Linked DNA regions of Mus musculus: region 1 is linked to region 2. Evidence: chromatin contacts called from public promoter capture Hi-C data. All regions are on one chromosome and are shown on one strand. The core of a region is the stretch at or near the end of the contact, and the rest is flanking DNA. Distances in the headings are between cores, read along the strand shown.

Region 1 (4,360 bases), core at 1,643-4,142, 380 kb before region 2:
TGAGCCAAAGTTCTCACCTTGGTTTCAAAGCTGGCATAGCCAACTAAGTAACTTAGAAGTGGAGTGGAAGGTATGTGCAGCCAAACTCTACCCTTCTGTTGTTACTGGTGCTCTGGTATATATTTTTTTATTACTTTAAAATTTTATTTTGGAGGGAGCTCATGCTATGGTGTACATGGGTAGGTTAGAGGACATCTTGCATCTAGCATGTGGGTCCTAGGATTAGAACTGGGCTTGGCATTAAGCCTTCACCTGCTGAGCCATCTCACCAGCCGTTGGTGCTTCTTTTGAGACAGGGTCTCAGATACCCAAGGCTGACTGACCTCCAACTCAATGCATAACCAAGGTTGGCCTTGAACTCTTGATATTCCTGCCTTCAACCTCCCTGGTGCTTAGATTATACACATGCTCTACCACTCCCGGGGATGCCATTTTAAAAATTTCTTCAGTAAGTCTTGTTTCCTCAAGATCAAAAGTGTAAAATCTGACAAGCTGTTCAGACGTGAGGTAAAATGTAAACTCGGAGGGAATTAACAATCCAGGTGCTACATAGCTCTGACGAGAACCATCAGGGGTCTTCCAAGAATAACTGGAGGGGGAGAGACACACAGGGAGCTGACCACACGCCTTCCACTCTTGAACAAGAGAGACTTGAGAGGGGCCCAGGGATCTGGTCCAGGCTACAGGAGCAGGAAGAGGCCCCAGCCTTTCCCTCCCTGCCTGACCTCAGGCCCCAACCCTTGATCCTGCACAAAGCTAGGGAGAGCTCTAGCCCCAGGAAGAGGGGTAACTCATGGTGCACTGGAGCTTAAGAAACCACCTGCTGTGAAGGGTCCCTTTTACTGCCCACAGACCCAAATACATGCAAATGTAGCTGTGCTAATCAACTGCCTGTCTCAGAGCAAATCAAAATCCTCAGAGAAACAGTAAGGTGACTAGACCTCCAAAACCAAAGCAAACAATAAACAACAAACCTCTTCCAGCATCAAGACTCATTATCTCACCCCCCCACCCCCTTCTCTGCCTCGGCAGCAGCCCAGCTGACAGGTAACCAGAGGTGCTATAGGTCTTGGATTGAGACAGGAAGAAGGGGTGCCACCACTCTCAGGGCTACTCAAGTCCAGATTCCCAGCGTTTCTGGATTTGGAGAGGCCTCCGGGCTATCACCCACTGTGATCTGGCCACAAACCCTTCGAGATGGATGCCAGTTGGTGGCTGTTTATAGTGGCCCTGTTTTGGAGCAGAGCCCAGGGGTCACACAACTCTGAGTGCTCTCCACAACCCTAGATATTTGGGGGAGGCAACACAAGATACTCGAGGGATTCCAGTGAGCCATACAGGACCACCCCTCGTAAGGCCAGCCAGGTTGCCCTACAAGAGTGGGCCTCTGTCCCAGGGCCTACAGATGTGAGAAGGCCCATCAAATCCTGGCCACCTAGCTCCCAACACTTAAAGATGACTAGACCAGAGACCACAGCTCTTTTTCAAGACTCCCTAAAGATCCTGGATGTGAGATATCAGAAGGGTCTTCTCTCTAGAAGGAAGGTCAGGGACGGTCCAGAACCACACACCGTTCTCTCCCTCCAGCCTGCTACTCGCTGTTAAAAACTCACACCCAGGGGACAGACAGACCTGTCCAGCTTCAGGCCAGCCCTCTTGAGGCCCAAGCACATCCCACAGGCAAAGTCAAACACAAGAGAACCTGTTGGAGCAGTTTAAGCAGGATGATCACCTCTTTCTCCTCCTCTTACTTCTAAGTAGGAAGGGACTTAGGCTCTTAAAAAGTAGACACAAGGCCAGGTCATGGCCACCGGCAAGGGCCCAGAGGGCGGGTTTAGTATCTCCAAGCTTACCTCTTTCCCTCCTCCCCATCTTCCTTAAAGAGCATAAGGTCATGTCAAAACTGGGGTTCCTCTGCCTGAAGCAGAGAGGAGGGAAATGGGGAGCCGAGCAGGCCAGGAAATGAGCGGCCAAGCCACAACACCCCCACCCCAACACACAGACACTCACGTCGGTCTGTCACTGCACTCCCGCCTAGGCCCGCAGGCCGGCCCGAGCCAGTAGGCACGCGGGGTCCCCGGTGGGGTCCTGCCCGCCAGGACACAGTCCCGAGGGGGTTCCCGGGATCCAGCACAGACGGGGGGCACTGGCCGCTACCTCGCTACCGTTCCCCCGGTCCACCCGAGCCCTGCCAGCTCCGGAGCCCGCCAGTCGCGCCTCTCGGGGGACCCGCGCCGGGCCGCGCGCCCGCCTCTCCCGGCCCGGCCGCCCCGAGCCCGCGCGGGGAAAGTTCCTGCAACTTCGCAGGGGGCTGGCGGCGGGGGCCCCGGGCCTGGGCCTCGTCCGGCTCCTGGCCTCCGCGGCCACTGCGGCCCCGCTGTCAGACGACCGGGTCCCAGCCCCATCGCGGCCGGAGCCCCAACTTCCCCGCGCCCCTCGCCCGCCCCGGCCACGGGCCTCGCTTTGTGCGCGGCGGCCGTACGCCCCCGCCCTGGGCACAAAAGGGCGCGCGGCCCGGCGGCCGAACGCGGCTGCGGTGCCCGGCGGGGCCCGGGGCGCGCGACCAGGGCGCGGGGCTCGGTGGGCCGGGCGGGCCGCGGCGCGCTCACCTGCCGTGGAACCAGTCCTTGCAGGCATCGCACTCGATCATAAAGCGGGTAACGTCGTAGGGCAGCCGGCAGACGCAGTACACGGGCACCGTCGCCATGTTGCCGCGCCGCCGCTCGCCCCGCCGCTGCGCTGCCCGGGTCGGGCCGGGCCGGGCCGGGGGCCGCGCGGCGAGGGCGGCGGGGGCGGCGGGCGCGGGCGCCGCGGCCGGAGCGGACGGGGCCGGGGGCGCTCGGCAGGGCCCGCGCGCGCGCTCGCGGCCGGGCGCGTCCACACAATGCCGGCGCGGGCTGCTGGGGCCGCGCCGGGAGCCGCCCGCCGGGCCGCGGGGCGCAGGGCTGAGAGTGCGCGGGGGGCCCGGCCGCGCGCGGGACACAAAGCGAATGGACGCGCGGGGGCGGCGGGCGGGGAGCCGCGGCCCCACCGAAGGGACCCCCGGCCGCCGAGCGGCCGCTACGTCAGCGCCCCGGGTGGCGCCGCCTCCGCCCGCCGGCCTGGGCCCCGCTCCCGCCGCCGGGAAGGCGGGCCGCGGTAGAAGGTGGGCCGCGGGCCTGGGGGAGCCAGCAGCCGGGCTCGGGGGCACCCCGCGGGAGAGGGTGGCCCCGGGACTCCCAGGGAGACGAGCCGCGGAGCCCCCTGCCCCCGACTACGTGAACACAGTTCGCACAGCCCTGCCTTAGCCAGAAGCAACTCCTTGGCCTTAACTTTCTTCTGACCCCGAAGTGGGATGGACAGGGGGATCTTCCTCCTCTTCCTGGGCCCGGCAGCCTCCCTCCCATCCCGAACTGCGACTGAGTTGCTGGCTTTTGAATAACCTCCCCTTCCCCTTCTTTCTAGCTGGGGGCTGCCTTGCTTCCTCGTACGATCCGGTGAACTTTCCCGATGCTCCGGCAAAAGTCAGGGGACCCGAGAGTGAACTGTTTGTTGTAGGACACAGCTTACCTGGGATTGGTGCCGCCCAGGACCCCTTATTACAACCCATAGACCCACAGACCTTAGGAGCGGAGGACAGTCCAGTGAGTCGCAACTGAGCCACAGGACTGCTGGGGAAGACAAGGGGTTATGTTGTCGCTCTCGCCCCTGCAGTCTTGCTCTGAACTGGCTCCCTGGTCTCACCTGTCCTGCTTAGAGCTTTTTTGTTGGTTGGTTGGTTGGTTGTTTGGTTGGTTGGTGAGATATGAATGAGGGTCCTTCTCTGTCCCCTACCCAGGTCGACCCTGATGAGCAGGGCCATATATTTAGGAAGAAAGCTGTCTGCTAGATCTGCTTCCCCTTTGCCTGTCCCCACACAATACGTGGAGATGCTAGTCTCTGCAGATACATTCCAGAGTTTCAGACCTCTGCTTACCTTGACAAGGCAGAGTCCCAGTTATCCCTGCCCAGAGTGCGGCTGCCAATCAGCTCCATTGCTGGCAACTCAGAGGATAGCCTGTTATGGAATCTGCCCTCAACCAACCCCCACCCTTCCCAAATAGGTAAACCCAGGGCCACAAATCAGGATCCGAACCAGGGCAAGCACTGTGTAACCTAAGGGCACACATGTGGCAGGGGAGATAGGAAATTGGGGCGGGGGGCGCAGACAGGTTACCCCGTCAACCTGTACACAATGAATTCATTTCAAGCTACCTGCCTGAACTCCAGCTGTCCCCTTGGGTCTCCTCTGTACTGGATGGTCCTTCCCCTTACAAGGCAAGAAACAGCTGTTAATCCCCTGTCCCTGTCACCAGGCATGTGTCCTGGTGGGGTAGGCACT
Region 2 (4,370 bases), core at 928-3,427:
AGCCTCTCTTCTTGTACTTTTCAAGGTCCCTTCTGGGGTTAGCAGGAGGTGGCCTCCAGCCACTGGAACCCTGTGTTCCTGGAAAACCTCCCAGACTAAGGAGTTCAGGAGCTGCCCTGGGAGCAGAGCCAAACCCTCTATCCAGTCTAGATAGGAGACCCGGGCTGAGTGAGGGGTGGGGGGAAAGATGACAACACACTTAGTCCTGCCCGGAGTCCTACCCACAGGAGAACACAGACCACCAGAATGTTCAGTAATGGGCCCATTCTACAGACTGTGGGAACTACACATCCCCATTTTTTTTAATCTCTCAATTATCTTCTGACAACACCAAACTATCTCCACACAGCTTCAGGCCTTCTTTTCCCTTCCCTTCCTGGCCTGTTAAACAGGCTAAGGAAGCCCCACAGACTCTTCTAATCAAGAGGCTCTCCTATACTCTGGGAATCCTGTCCACAGCCTTGGGGCAGGAATACCGCACTCACCTAGCATCTCCTAAGGGAACTGAGACACTGGGGTAGGGACTCATCCCTAGTAAGAGAGGACTACAACCAGAACTACAACAAGGAGCCTGGGACATGCTTAGAAACTGGGTGCCAAGGACACACTGTGAGGATGTGGATTCCTCCTGATGCCAGGTAGGGCAAGGGACAACTGAGACACTGGACTCTCAGACTTTCTCCAGAGATTCCGATGCAAATAGCCTTTTGTTTGCAAATTAAGCAGGGCCCCAAGGCCACCCCAAGGGATAACCTTAGGCAAGGCCATCCACTTCTAGCTGGTGACACCTACTCCTCCAGACTACTATGCAGAAGGTACTCACAAGCATGTCCCCCCTTCCCCCCAGCAGTACCAGGCCCAGAGTTAGCCTCTTCTAACACAAAGGCGCTCCTGTGGAGTAACAATTAGAAAGCTAAAACTAGCCACACCTGTGGGGCCAGCAATGGGCTGGCACGATGGGATGGTATCAAACGGATCAAACCCACTAAAGGTTTCTCAACCTGGGGGTCAGTCGACCCTTTCACAGGGATCTCCTAAGACCGTTAGAAAACACAGTTATTTGCAATAGGATTCATAACTAGCAGGATTACAGTTATGAAGCAGCAATGGAAATAAATTTATGGTTGGGGGTTACCACAGCACGAGGAACCGTATTAAAGGGTCGCAGCATTATGACGGTTGAGAAGCACTGCTCTAGGGTGAGGGCAATGTGCCTACAGATCCTCAGCTTCCTCCAGTGCAATGCAGCTAAGCCCTCCACAGAGGCAGGAAACCTCCTGGATGCGCAGGACTGAGCTCTTGGGAGGAATGTGGTTTTGGTGGTGTTTCTAAGAGTTAGCAAAGCTGACATCAGCATCGCTTCTCGCCCTTTTGGCTAAGATCAAGTGTAGAACCCTCTTCGGCACACTTAACAACCATTTTCCCTCCTCCCGGAGACCTCTGACCTTTGACAGCCTAGATGCAGCCCGGGTCCTGGTTGCTGGATAACCTCCCATCTCCTCTATCACAGGCTCACTTTCCCTTTGGTAAAGTGTGGCTGGAGTAATCAACAAAGATGATAACAACTCTCTGCAACCCAGAAGACATTTCCATGACTCCCTCCAACCCCGGGCCGCACACCCCGCCAGGTGAAGCCGGCTCCGACTTCCGCAGGCACCTGGGACTGCGCGGGGCGACCGTCGCCGAATCCGTGCAAACGCTAAGAGGTGCCCGCCGCCTGGTTTCGGGCCGCTCGCCGCCCCGTTTCGGCTCAGTTGGGGTCGCCCGCTGGATCGGCGGGAAGTCAAGAAGAAAGTTCGTTCTCGAGAAGGCCCTGGCAGTGCGATGCACGCCCCCTTCCTGGACAGGGTCCCCAGCACAGCAGCCCCTCGCCCCTCTACTTCTCCGTCGGTGAAGAGGGCACTGAGAACTGCGGCCCTAGCCCTCACCTGTCTGGTTCACTGGGACAGGCGTTGTGTTCCCAGCACGCCACCGCGGCCTCGCTCGGCCCCGAAGGGTCGCAGACGTTCGGCGCATCCTGAGCGCTCCGCAGTGTTCTGTGGAGCTTGCGGAGGTGGGGGCGGGACTTAATTGAGGGGCGGGTCGTTGGAAGGCGTGGCTGTCTCTAGCCACACCCAGGTCGCGCCCTCCAAGACGCTAGAGTTGAACTTTAGTCCGGTCCCGCCAACCCCTTGCACTGGGTGGCAGAAGTGGGATTGGACACCTGGAGGGGCAGAGAATGGGGAGCCTCCAGGCTGATCGCCTCGAAGTAAGCCTTTGAGCTAGAGCCGTCTTTCTGCACACCCTTCCTCTCCCGACTCACCTTTGGACTCTAGGGCCAGGCAGGTGACCTTGGAGAGTGACAGCCTCCTCATTCTCTTCTGGAGTCAGGGTTGGTAGCACCCCCTAATGTCTCCTTTTCACTTGAACTTGCGAGTCACGCGTGATGTGACTTTCTTTAATGTCCTAAAGTTGAAATCAAGCTTATGTCCGGTCTGCTGCATCGTGAAAGGCAGGTCCATCCACAGACCCCACTGTGATACCAACCCCTCTCCTACCCCACCCCCACCATACTCTGAGATATCAGAATTCCTGGCCACATAGCCAGAGATCCCTGTCTGCCAGTGGAGAGCAGCTGCCTGGAGGCTCAGGGATGGGACTTAGAGGGATTTAAAGTGTCCTTGATTTGTGGGTAGAAGCTGTGAAGGACGTGGGGGGGGGGAGGCACCTACCACCATCGTGTGGCTCAGTGCCGCCCCTCCCCCCTCCCCCTCCCCCTCCCCCTCCCCCAATGTTCAGCAGCGCTGACCAACAGTTATTTAGGGTGGGGATGTTTCCTAGGCTTACAGAACAAAGCACTACAGATAGAACTCCACAGAACCACAGATCCACGTTGTCTCATCATACAGGAGGTGGGGCCAGAGCTCTTCAAAGTCTCCAGGGAGCATCCTTTTTTTCTTTAGATTTATTTTACTTTTATGCATGAACGGTTGGCCTGCATGTATGTGTGCCTTCTGCATGCCAGTGGTTGGCTGTGTGTCACCATGTGGGTGCTGGAAACCAAACTCAGATCACATGCAAGAACAGCAGGTGCTCTTTACTGCTGAGCTATCCTTCCAGCTCTTGTTTTCTTGGTTCTTTAGTCTCTACTCAATAGAAAAAAAAAATGAGAATTTCACCCCCAAAACCTTTCACAATGACTCAAGCCCTAACATTCCATTGTCGATGGGTAAAAGGTTCAGATAAGAGCTGTACAGGGCGCCGGGGCGGTGGTGGCGCACGCCTTTAATCCCAGCATTTGGGAGGCAGAGGCAGAGGCAGGCAGATTTCTGAGTTTCAGGCCAGCCTGGTCTACAAAGTGAGTGCCAGGACAGCCAGGGCTACACAGAGAAACCCTGCCTCGAAAAAAACTCCCTCCCCCCCCCCCCAAAAAAAAAAGAGCTGTCCATGGGAAAGCACAAGGATTAACTTCCTGATGGTAGGTTAGAGGGGAGGAGAGGAGTTGGTTATATGCCTGGGATCTGACCACTTTGCAGTTCTACCATCCAGGGTGAGTCAGCTCATCAACAACTAGCACCCACCTCCACCCACCTCGGGTTCAGAAATGATGGCTTGAGAACCCTTTGAGGGTGTGTGTGTGTGTGTGTGTGTGTGTGTGTGTGCCATGGGGGTGACTACTGAGCACCTGACACCTGCCAGGCCAGTTCAAGAGCCAAGGATACAACAGGGCACAGGGAAAACTGTCAGGAAGCTGGCTCCTCCCCCTCACGCCTCACTGCCACTGGGCAGTGAGGTTACAGGCATTCTTTATTCTGGACTTTCTACTCTCTTTCCTGTATTTTCTGACTTTGCAACAATGAGTAAGTGTATTGTCTAATCAGAAAGCAGAAAATAGGATCAGCAAGATGGCCCAGTGGGTAAAGGTGCTTGCTCTGTAGGCCTGGCAACCTGTGTGTGGAAAGAGAGAACCACGGAGTAATCCCCTGCCTTCACACACACACACACACACACACACACACACACACACACACACACACACATGCTAAATTAAAATCTTAAAACCAGGAAACAAATATGTGAGGAGGAAGAAGAGAAGGAGAAAGAGGAGGAGGAGGAGGAGGAAGAGAAGAAGGAGGAGGAGGAGAGGAAGGAGGAGGAGGAGGAGGAGGAGGAGGAGGAGGGAGGAAGTGAGAATGTCTGTAGAGACACCAGACCCTCGGAAAGCTGGCGTTACTGGCAGTTGTGAGCTGTCTGATGTGCATGGTGGGAACCAGACTCCGGGTCTCTGCAAGAGAGAAGCAAGTGCGCTTAATTGCTGACCCACCTCTCCAGTTCTCCATAACAGATATTTCTCAAAGCGTCGTACTCGTAAACAATCTCAAACATCCCCA

What was found. Promoter capture Hi-C pulls out the DNA fragments that hold promoters and counts their contacts.
Region 1: a promoter capture Hi-C map of pre-B cells shows a contact between it and region 2, with 4 times the contacts expected there. The contact joins the promoter of Phf2os1 here to the promoter of Susd3 in region 2. A contact is called at or near these places in 5 of 39 promoter capture datasets (the C10 cell line, the HPC-7 cell line, liver and 2 more), 2 of 484 Hi-C or Micro-C datasets (B cells and CD4 T cells), 2 of 115 datasets of contacts at active chromatin or transcription factors (double positive thymocytes and effector CD8 T cells) and 1 of 9 other capture datasets (liver).

What each region holds. Positions count from the first base shown.
Region 1 is chr13:48,868,059-48,872,418 of GRCm38.p6, forward strand. Phf2os1 (a long non-coding RNA gene) reads left to right here and starts at 2,893. Exons shown (of 2, transcript XR_003950516.1): 1 at 2,893-3,145. Phf2 (PHD finger protein 2) reads right to left here and starts at 2,827. Exons shown (of 22, transcript NM_011078.3): 1 at 2,610-2,827. The coding sequence starts at 2,707.
Region 2 is chr13:49,246,117-49,250,486 of GRCm38.p6, forward strand. It overlaps Susd3 (sushi domain containing 3), which reads right to left and starts at 2,178. Exons shown (of 5, transcript NM_025491.4): 1 at 1,929-2,178. The coding sequence starts at 2,016.